Regions from separate parts of the Mus musculus genome. Here region 1 is linked to region 2. Evidence: chromatin contacts called from public promoter capture Hi-C data. All regions are on one chromosome and are shown on one strand. Each heading gives the region's core, a stretch centred on a gene start, on an enhancer-like site or on the middle of the called end of the contact. The rest is flanking DNA. Distances are from core to core; before and after follow the strand shown. Region 1 holds the start of Vwa3a (von Willebrand factor A domain containing 3A). Region 2 holds the start of Abca15 (ATP-binding cassette, sub-family A (ABC1), member 15).

Region 1 (5,800 bases), core at 1,821-4,320, 410 kb before region 2:
GATGAGGCAGAGGGCTCTCACCATTAACCCACAGAGCCTGCTACCCACTGGGTTCCTAGGCCCTTTGCTGTCAACTCGTGTAATATGCCTGTCCCTTGGCTTTAAATCTTTTTTTTTTCCATAAAAATTTTTTTTATTAGATATTTACTTTATTTACATTTCAAATGTCCCCTTTCCTAGTTTCCCCTCTGAAAACCCCCTCCTCCTATCCCCTCTCCTTTCCCCCTGCTCACCAACCCACCTACACTCACTTCCTGGCCTTGATATTCCCCCCTACACTGGGGCATAGAGCCTTCACAGGACCAAGGGCCTCTCTTCCCACTGATGACCAACTAGGCCATTCTCTGCTACATATGTAGCTGGAGCCATGAGTCTCACTCTTTGGTTGGTGATTTAGTCCCTAGGAGATCTGGGGGTACTGGTTAGTTTATATTGTTCCTCCTATGGGGCTGCTAAACCCTTCTCCTTGGGTACTTTCTCTAGCTCCTTCATTGGGGACCCTGTGCTCAGTCCAATGGTAGGCTGTGAGGATCCACCTCTGTATTTGTCAGGCACTGGTGAAGCCTCTCCAGAGACAGCGATAACAGGCTTCTGTCAGTAAGCACTTGTTGGCATCCACAAAACTGTCTGGGTTTGGTGATTGTATATGGGATGGATCCCCAGGTGGGGCAGTCTCTGGATGGTCATTCCTTCAGTCTCTGCTCCACATTTGTCTCTGTAACTCCTTCCATGCGTATTTTGTTCCCCCTTCTAAGAAGGTTTGAAGTATAAACACTTTGGTCCTCCTTCTTCTTGAGTTTCATGTGGTTTGTGAATTGTATCTTGGGTATTGGCTCTAAATTTTATCACAAGGAAAAAGTCTACCAGATACCTTCAGATGCATTCTGGAATTTCAGAATGTGGAGTGCAGTGGAGAATTCCAGAATGTCCCCAAGGACAAACTGAAGTAGATCTTCTATGAGAAAATACTTTTAAACTACGAGGAAGAAACTTTCAAACAATGCCGTCGTCCTTGCTAAGTCTAGTCGTGCTTGCCATTAACCTCAGCAGTTAGGAGGCGGAGGTAGGCAGGTATCTGTGAGCTGAGGCTGCCCTAGTCTATTTGTGAGTTCCAAGGCAGCCAGAGCTACATAGTGAGACCCTGTCCTGGAGGAAAAATGTAAAAAGCTATCCTCATAACTCACGAGACCCTAGGGCCCCTCCGATAGCCTGAAGGGATGCCTGTTCTTTCCGTGGGAGGCCTGGATCGCCCCCAGTCAGTGCCCACCCCTTTCCCTTCCAGTGCAGGCTCTTATCTGAGGGTTCCAGTTAGTCTTGGCTTTTGTTTTCCAACCTCTGTGACCATGCAGGTATGGAGTTCAGCCAAGGGAGCGGGGTACATTGCGGATGCACTGCCCTGGGTGACTGGGGGGGGGTACCATAGGAGAATGAAGGGATCCCATGGGCAGATTAGTGTTTTGATCAAAGCGCATTGTTATGAGAGTTATTGGATAAAAGAAGTCAGCTACCTTCCCAGTTGGTTAACATCTGAATCTAAGAAACTCTCAAATATTTAATTCATGAAAAGCCCATAGGCAATCTAGAGGGCTAACATTTTTTATACTTACTTATGTATTTATTTAGCGTATGTGTGTGTATGTGCGTATATGTGTACCTGCAGGCACACGCCACAATGTACCTGTATTCAAAGGACAGCTTGGAGGAGGTTCTTTCCTTCCACCATGTGGGTCCCAGGAATCAACAAGGTTGTCAGGTTGATGACAAATGCCTTTATTTGCTGAGCAAGCTCATTGACCCAGGGCCTGTTTATTGTTATTGTAGATTTCAAATTTTATTTTTATGTGCATGATTTAATTTTTAAAGAAGATTTATGTACTTAATGTTTGAGCATCTCACCTGCATGTATATATGTATGTGTATCACGTGTGTGCCTGGTGCTGGAGGAGGCCAGAGGAGGGCAGTAGGTCCCTGGAAACTGAGCCTGGGTCCCATGGAGGAGCAGCCGGTGCTCTTACCTGCTGAGCCATCTTCCTAGCGCCTAGGCCTTGTTATCTAACTACAGTTACTCCACTGCTCCTGTGCAGTCCATGTTACCAGAGTGAGCCATCGCTCTTGCATAGAACCCTGCCAAGTTCCTGGTAACTCTGGGACCCAAGAGTTACCAAGGCTCACCATTCTTTCAGAACAACTCCTTGCTTCTCAACCCCACCCGTCACCCGCTCTGCTCCTTGGAAACCTCTACACACACACACACACACACACACACACACACTTCACTAACCATCCTCAAGCTGTGCTTACTTCTACAAACATCCTTAACCCCCTGTCTGCCAAGAAACCCCAGAATCCTACGTGTTACCCCACAGTGGAAACTCTATGGAAGTCCTGCTGTCTCCACACTGTTTCAGATCCTCAGCACCAAGTACAGAAATCTTTCTCTTTTGGCCAATGCTCAACCATTCTCTCTCCCCACTTGCCAACCCTTGTGACACTCACCTCCATCTGCATTTCTTCATTTACATCTCCATCTTTGGGAGAAGGCACAGCAGGACCTCTCTGCTCCAAGCTCCTCCAAACAAACGCTATAGAGCAGCTTGCCTGTGAGATAAGTGTTAGCTGGTCTCCAAGGTAACAGACTGCACCACGCCAGCTTGGGGCAGGGAAAGGCAAAGAGCTTGCTCACCCCAGGGATAAAGGGGCTCCTTGACTGTTGCAAGTCCCTCTGTCAGGTTAATCTGTGTTTCTTTTCCTGATAAAGGCAGGATGTGACCTGCTTTTCTACTTTTAGAACCTCTGGGTCAGCCAGGTCTATGTATGGTTTAGGCCAGTGGAGCCCTGTTGCCTGCTGCCTTCTTGTGGCCGGAATGGAGGAACAATGCAAGGGAAGCCCAAGAGCCTTCCTCTTCAGTTCCCCTGAGGATTGGGAAGCAGCCCTAGGAGATCTGGCAGCACCAGGCCAACGCCCAGCTGGAGTCAGCAGGTCAGTGTCTCCGCAGCCAGGTGCTACAAAGGTCATTCACTCCAGCAGTTCCCAAACCCAGGGACTCAAGAGGACTCACCTGTGTGGTCTGGTCTCATTCAGGAGAGTAGCCCGGGATTGTGCTGCAGTGCAGCAGGACCCTTTAACAATGGCCTCAAGTGATTGTGATGTAACTAGCACTTGGCACACAGTTTCACACTCCTTGGCACCTTTCTACAGACACAGAGATGAGGGGCTCCACCCAGGGTCCCCCAGCTAGCAAGTGGCTAAGCTCTTCTCATTCCAGACACCCTTAAGTTGGTCTTCATTTCCGGAACCTTTTGCTCCGGAAGCTGGAACTCCGGTGACTTGGGGACTTGTCTTTGAGGTGCTCATTCCAGGCCAGATCAAAAACAACCAAACTTCCCAAATAGAAAATGGTAATTGTCAGGCTCTGTGGGTTGCAAATGCCCTGTGCAAATTCAGGGCATGTAGCACTCTTGCCAACACCAACAAGGCGGGCAAGGGGCAGGTCAGAAAGGCTTGAGGGGACGACAGGATGACAGTGCTATGAGATGTGATGTGAATGAAGGTCAGGAGCACATGTGCCCATCTTGAGGGGAATCCTAGGTGGGAGGTCACGGGTACAGAATTTCAAGGCCAGCTTATATTCTGTGAGGCCCTAGATACAAGGGTTGGGTGGGGGTGGAAGCTGGTTAACTTTTTGGCATTGTTTTTTGAAACGTAAGGGTCCCAGAAAGGCATTTCCCCATCTCCCTTGCTTCTGAGATACACAGGGTTTTCGGTGTTTTGTTTTGTTTTCCCTTTTTAACATTTCAAGGGAAGCCTTCTTTCATTGAGCCCACTAAGCACATTCTGGATCCACCTGAGCTACAAGGAAAGCCAGGATGGCTTATGGAGACCACAGGAGAGGGAGAGGAGAAAGCTGTGTGTCAGGCTTGTGATGTGCAGCCACTCCTGCCTCAGCCACCCAAGGGTAGGGACTGCAAGCACACGTCACCACACCCAGCAGCAAACCTTTTGTAGATCTCTAGAGTGTGGCTCTTGTTGAGTATCAAAGCACAACAGGGATGTCTGTTTTCCTTTCCTTTGGTTTTAGTTTTAGTTTTTTGAAACAGGGTTTCTTTGTGTAGTCCTGGCTGTCCTGGAACTCAATCTTGAACTCAGAGTACTGAGATGAAAGGCATGTATGTCTGTCTGCCTGGGTAGGTGTATCTGTTTTCTTACCATTAGTTCTTTGGAGCTGGTAGGGTCTGTTCATCCCTCTCTGGTCACTCTTTTAAAAGCTCTCACCTGGTAACATCATGGGATGTATGTTGGAGGGATTAACTTGTATTTTCCTTTATTGCAAACGGAGCAGGTGCTCCTTGTGAGGTGGAGAAGCAGCATGAAGTCAACTGCGTTTTAAATTCCTGACTAAGAGAGGCTGCCAAAGGACGGGAGGAGGGCAGGGGAGGGATGTGTTTAAAGTCAAGCACAGGGGAGTGTACCGAGCTCCTGTGAATTAAGAGAAACTCAAACTAGCTTAAGGTGGGGGGTGGGGGTGAGGAGGTTTTGGCCAAATGGTCTCCATGCCTGAGCTCTCTTCTGGGATGGCTCAATTCTCAGGTCAAGGCTCCTCAGGTTTGGCAGGGATATCCGGGCCCAGCAGCACCAATTTCTGCCCCCATAACCTAGCAACTGATAGAGCTTTCTTCCCAGGAGCTCCAACCAAGTCCTAAGCTTGGCTCCTTGGTCACACGCTACCATGTTCCCTGAACCAACTACGTGACTGACTGTGGCTGCTGTTTAGCTCTGCAGGCAGGTGGGCTCAGGCACTAAGCCATATGAAGAAAGGGGCAGGTTTTCCAAAGTTTTGCTTTTTGTCTTTGTGTTTTATGCATGCACACATGGGTGTTCAGAGGCTAGAGGAGAGGGTCAGGTGTCTTCGTCTATCATTCTCTACTTTCTTTTAAGTCTAGCAGTCCTCCTGTCCATCCCCCATAGCACCAGAGTTTACAGGCTTGCACAAGAGCACACTTGGTTTGTTTTGTGGGCACTGAGATCTGAACTCAGGTTCCTGTGGTAGCACAACAAGCCAGTTAACCAGAGCCAACCCTTCTCACCTTGATCTTTGCTTTTCTCCAGAAGACAGATATCAAGAAACCAGACTGTGAAAATTAGAAGTAGTAGAGGCCTGCTTCATGCTTGGTAGCAATACCTTGGTGAGATGGTAAGACCTAAAAGGAGATGAGATGGGTCACTGGTACCCATGGGAATTCCTAGCTCACCAGTTTGTCATACCCCACATGTGGGGTGGACACAGGAAGGCCACTGTGACACTCAGCATGAGACACCTGAAGTCCTATTAGCATATGTGTGGACAGAGGACAAATAGATCCTTTATTTGGTTACCTTAGTAACTAATGTTTCCTACCTCCAAGGAAGAAGAATGCGGTTGGTTTTTAAGTGCCCCTGGAGGAAAATGGGGAGCAACTTGTTTGGTGATACCTCCCTGGGGGTTCAAATCTTGAAAACGTGCTAGAAACCAATGGGTGGTGGTCTTAGTTTCACCAATTAGAGATGCCAACCCTGTGTGATTCCATTGAATATGAGTGCAAAGATGAGCCTTGACAAGAAAGAAACTGAGCGATTAAAGACAATTTTCAGTACATTTTCCCATTTTTTCCCTTTGAACAAAGAAGATAATATTCAGCAGGTGCTCTCCGTAAGGAGCAGCTCTTAAATAAGGTCCTTTTGTGATTCTCTGCATTCTGCATCTAGAAACAAACCATGGATTTAGCTTCTAATGCCAGAGCCAATGAAATCATGCAACACGGA
Region 2 (5,630 bases), core at 488-2,987:
ATAAGGTGCGAAGAACCATTTTATAAGCCCAAGATGCTGCCTGATGACATCTTAGCCCCTGGATTGTTGGAAGCTAGTGAGCTGCTATGTTAAAAGCTTCTAAGAGGTTTTTTATTTATTATCATGAAGTGTTGGTTCAGATTCGAGCATGGCTAAAACTAAGTCCAAGATAAAGCAATTAGCTTCTGAACTTAAAAAAGTCTGTCGCTCCACCGTACGTAAAGTCCAGCTGTCCATCCATCTCTGGAAACGCAGATGGGCAACTAGCAACACTCCCCTCCCCGATTTGATATCAGGTTGTTTAGATCCAAATCCCTACCACTGACAGTGGCACCTCTACCAGTGACCTCACACAACTGACAGAAATTACGGGGAAGAGAGCTCTGAGGAGAAGAGCTGGAGCCCCAGGCCTTAAAGGAACGTCATCAGGTTAAAGCTTTATTGAATCTTAAAATGAGGATGAATCTGAAGGAGATGGGCTGTTTTGGGGACTATAATCCAGACTCAGGCACAGCAATCAAATCAGGGGCCCTGTTAGCATGTGCACACACAGACACACACACACACACACAGACACACACACACACACACACACACACACACAAACTCTTTGGAAAAAATGACGCTTGAGTAGACTTTATAACATTTTGGAAAATAACAGCAAAATGAAACATAACCATAATATTACTAGGAAAATCTCTACTACTGTCTTTAAATTTATTGATATTGTTGTTGTGCACGTGCAACACATGGCCATAAATAAAAATAAAAGTTAAAATAAAATTAAAGATACACCCCAAGCTAATGAAACCAAAAGAGTACAGAAGTAGCTGTGCTAGTTAAAACAGATACAAAGTCAGGCTTGGTGACACATGCTCATAATTTTAACTACTCAAGAGGCTGAGGTAGGTGCTTGTGGAGCTGGACCTGTATCATATATATTTTCTGATCACAGTGTTATGTAAGTTTGATATAAATAACAGGAAATACTTTTAGAAAATTCACAGATATATGGAAATTAGACACCATGCTTCTTGTGAGTAAAATCGTCAATGAAGGCTTTTTTTCCCCCAGAAAGCAATTACCGATGTCTTGAGACAAATGGAAATGGAAAAAAAACATACTAAACTTACAAGATTTAGCAAAATACTCACTCTTTAAGGGAAGTTTACAGGATTAAAATTTACATCCCAGACTTTCAGAGAAACAACTTGCCAGTATGTCAGGGAACGAGAATAACAAGAATAAAACTAAGTGAGCAGAAGAGTGAAGCTCGGGAGGCAACCAAATCCTACACAGCCCAGACATCTCTTTACTCTGTGTTCTGGGTAAAGGAAAAAATGTGGGGCTAATCCCCACCCTCTTTTAAGACAGTCTCATTGTGAAGATCTGGCTGGTCCACAACTCAAAGGGCAGTGATGGGGCATCCTGCCGTTTTGCCTTTGACCTCCTACACCCCGAGCTGTGGTTTTGGCATTATCCCCATTTCTATATAGAAAATGGCAAATAGCGAGAGAGACAGAGAGAAAGGGAGATTGAACTCCCAGGGTATCTGAAAGCAGTGTGAGAGCAGGGGACACACAAGGGAGGACTCACCACTACTGCTCTAGTTAAGCAACCTTAAACCACTTAGCGCCTTATCCACCGAAGAGCATCATATGGCCCAGTTCTGGAAGCTCTTCCTGCACACAAGCAAGGCCTTAGCTAACCGTCCTGTAGGGTAGTGCTCTTTCTTCCAAGATCGTGGCCCCGGATCGGATCTCGTGCAACGAATTAAAAGTACAGTCGTGGGTGGACCAGAGGCACGCGCCAAGTGCGGTGAGCCGTTGAGGAGAGTCAGGTGCAAGAAAAAAGATGGAGGCACGTGCTGGGGGAGGAACAGGGGATGGGCTGGGAGTAGGGGGAGCCAACAAAACAGAAGGATCACGGAGCATATGCCGAAACCATATATTTCTCCTGTTCTCCCAAGTGCAACAGTTCAGAGGGAAAGAGCACGGAAGCGGGTCTGGGAGGGCTCCTGGCGATAGATCAACAGTCATGCACTGTAGTTAGGAGATGAGTTACTAGAGCTAGCAAGCTCAACCTGGAGTCAGAGAGACCTGGCACAGAGCCCAGCACAGAGCCTGACTTGTTCCAAATCCTTCTCAGCAACGCCTATCATTCAGTCCACCATGCACCATTGTTCCTTTCCACACTTGGGATCCTCTGCCCACAGCCCCAGCAGTATAGTGTTTCACACACCCCTCTCTCCGTTCTCCCTCCCATCTCTCCGCTTCTCTGACTCTATGCTGCTCCCCAATCTGGGATATCTAGCCACTCTTCTCAGTTCCTTCCAAGTCCGTACTGACTTAACCATGAACCCGCGTGCAGGAGCTGCCTAAGCCCTTTGCCCTCAGCTCTCAGACTCCCCACCTGCTTCATCTGGGTTCATCCACTAGCCTGTCAATAGAGGTCGACTCCACCTCTATATCAAATATCCCAGTGCTGTACAGGTCCATGAATGCCCACTCTTCTTGCCTCTACCCATCCTGATACCCTCTTCCAGTGTGGTTTCATTTTAGAGTCACAGGCTCTGAGTTCTGACAGGCACCGCAAGTTATCTATCCTTGACGTGCATGATAGGGATTTATTGTTGCATGGCGCTAAAAGGAGCGGGAACTAATGTGACATTACACTTTGTCAGGAGAGGGCGCTGGAAGAACACCATAGAAGCTTCTCTCCCGGGTTATCTTCTGCTTCACTTTTTTTTTTTTTTTTTTTTTTTTTAATTGGCTCTGGCCTGGTAACTTGCCAAGCAGCAGCTTGGACAGCATACTCCCCCAAAATCCCCACCCCTGCTCCCTCACCCCCGCACTTACAGTCCAGGACCATCAGGGCCACAGCTGTCTGGCTCTCAGCGAGAGGCTGCCAACAACCCAGCCTCAACAGCTGTTTCCAGTTCAGGCGCTCAGGTATTCAGCCCTTGAAGAATCCGCGTCGCGGAGCGGACGCGGCTACCCTGTGCTTGTTCCTTGGATGTTTTCATTCATCAGCGATAGTGCCGAGAGTTCATTTAAATATCTTCAATAAACTTTCCCTGTGCAAATTGTAATTTGGCATCTTGTCTCTAGGGGGAAACAGTGACCTGCGCACCAGTTGCTGTGGTCAAACCTTTGGGCACCTGCCAATCTTCCAATGACAAAAAGTAAGTAGCAAAACCTACTTTCCCCAGACCTGCGATGACTCAATGATGCGGTCACGGAGAGTGGACCGTAGAAGACTCCACACATGTTTTAATCTGCTAAAGCAATGACACATAGATGGCTTCTGGATATCATTTTGTTGCTAGTTGGGGAGGCAGGGTCCGGGGTTTACAGGTTCTCAGCCTCCTATCCAAAGAATTAAAAACAAGGACTCACATAGACCTGCAAAAATAGCAAGATAACCATATGCATGTCCGGTTGTGAATAGGCCTAAGTTTTGACTAGGGCATTCTCCATAAAAGTTCACTTAACAGAATTTGCATTGCTGGACATGCACCTGAAACTAGCTCAGGCCATAGCAGCCTTTACACTCTTGTTACAAGGATATGTCAGAATATTCTTGGAAAGTAACCACTAAGTTTGATTATTGCTGGAGGCAGAGAAATTGATAGTATGGTTCACAGAGAACCCAATCAACGCAGGTAGGGGTGTGAGTGGGTTCTGATGCTCCATAGTGTGCAGTGTGCACAGACCACGTGTGTGCACAGTTCATCCAGGCAAAGGAGCAGGCTGCCAATAGTGTTGTTACAAGAGGGAGCATAGGCATAACCAAACAGGGTCCCAGGGTACTAACCTGCCTCCTATGCTTGCCTGCTTCACTTTTGTTATTGACAGTATCAACTGAGGATGCAAACGCCGAGAACAAGCCGCCCCACAGTACAGCAGCCCCAGACTGTTTGCTGGGTGATTCTGTGCTGCCCACTATACTTGTCTATTTCTCAGACTGAGTGCTAGAGAGAGGATTAACGTCTCATGGTGTTCGCCATTTGCTCTCTGTTGTATGCCGGCCTGAGGCTTACAAGGACTGGGTACACCAAGGAGGCAGGCTGGGGCTGAAAGAGACTTAGATGGCGAGAGGTTAATGGAGCCAAGACATGATTCTGTTCAAGGCCCTCCAGTTTACAAGAGTGTGCTTATAAAAGGGGGGAAGGCTCATCCCCTGCCAGTCCATTCTTGGTGTCTGGAGCCAGCCTGTAGGCGATGTGCAGAATAGGACATTCCTCTGGAAAATCTCAGAGGCTTCTCAGTGGGTAGCAGTGTCTTGGAGAGAGCAGTGGCTGGTGGCAGAACAAAAGAGCCATCTAGGTCAGAAGGCTCCACCTTAGGTAATTTCCTTCTCAGTGGCAGCAAGGTCAAAGTGTGGATCAGCCTACTTCAGGGCTGAGGGAGGCTACAGCTCTCCCTGCCTAGACTGTAGGAATGCACCCCACCTTCTTTCTGTCTTAGAGCTGGGTCAGAGTAGGAAAGAAGACACGGGATTCTCCTTTGCCATTGTTTCATTTTTGAGACAAAGATTCATGTAGCTTGTCTCATAGCTGCTCTGTAGTGGGGACTGGTCTTAAACTCCTGGACTCCCAGCTTCCACCTCCTCAATGACAGGATTGGAGGTACATGTGGCTCAAAACACACTATTAAAAAAAATGTTTCCTTTCTGTTCTTAGACTTTCATGTTCTTAGTGCAAAGACTCCTGATTTGACTTGGGGAAATGACTGTTCAGCTGACCTTTTAATCTTTGACATTGACTGTGTGTGACATGAACGTATGTGTGTTCTGGGAAAGAGATGATTCTCCTGGGGCCTCCTCCTCCTCCAGTGCACAACCAGCTGCTACAATGTAATGATAGTGTTCTTCATGTTGCCCCAACTATATCACCATCCTTTGAATGTTTCTATTCTCAGGATACTCTGGAAAAGAAAAAAAAAAAAAAAAGACCTTGTCTCCACCCTGGTAAATGCTGTTTCTTTCATGTTTCTAGGAGGGAGAACAGGGTATTTCATAACTTTAGCATGTAGATCTGAACATACTAGATACACATACTCATCTAAGTCTATAATGAAGGGGATACATTTTATTATGTAAATATATTTACACAGTTATATATACGCAGGGACAGTGATACACACATAGTTATATATACGCATGTATATACACATGTGTCCCTCTCCAAACCCAAGTGCATTTGAATAACGACGTCATAATCACTGGTTGGAACTGAATGTCAGGGCACTGCTTTCTCATAGCCGCTCCGTGGGTTATCTGGATTGGCAAAGGTCAGGAAGACTTGCTCCAGCGTGATCTGACTGATGGAATAATCTTCCAAATTGTAGTCCTCCTTCGCTTTCTCCAGAATGCCAAACACCTTCAACAAACAGCAACAGAAAGCATGCAGTTACCACTGAAACGTTCCCCCCAACCCCCCACCCAGAGGACTCCCTGCTTCCTCTCCCCAGTGTCCATTGGATTCACAGTAGAGGACAAAAGGCTCTGGGGGTGGGGGTGGGGGTGAGAAGGGAAACCCAGAGAAATAGATAATTGAGAAACTAAGGGCAGGCAGACCTTTGTCCCAGCTCTCTGGAGGGACACAAGCTAATACTAGGATTTAGGGG

What was found. Promoter capture Hi-C pulls out the DNA fragments that hold promoters and counts their contacts.
Region 1: a promoter capture Hi-C map of stem cell-derived epiblast-like cells shows a contact between it and region 2, with 5 times the contacts expected there. The contact joins the promoter of Vwa3a here to the promoter of Abca15 in region 2. A contact is called at or near these places in 5 of 39 promoter capture datasets (embryonic stem cells, liver, stem cell-derived epiblast-like cells and 1 more) and 1 of 484 Hi-C or Micro-C datasets (embryonic stem cells).

What each region holds. Positions count from the first base shown.
Region 1 is chr7:120,736,827-120,742,626 of GRCm38.p6, reverse strand. Vwa3a (von Willebrand factor A domain containing 3A) reads right to left here and starts at 3,070. Exons shown (of 34, transcript NM_177697.3): 1 at 2,684-3,070; 2 at 2,497-2,598. The coding sequence starts at 2,516.
Region 2 is chr7:120,324,791-120,330,420 of GRCm38.p6, reverse strand. It overlaps Abca15 (ATP-binding cassette, sub-family A (ABC1), member 15), which reads right to left and starts at 1,737. Exons shown (of 31, transcript NM_177213.3): 1 at 1,597-1,737. Abca14 (ATP-binding cassette, sub-family A (ABC1), member 14) reads right to left here. Exons shown (of 31, transcript NM_026458.4): 31 at 5,069-5,383. The coding sequence ends at 5,243.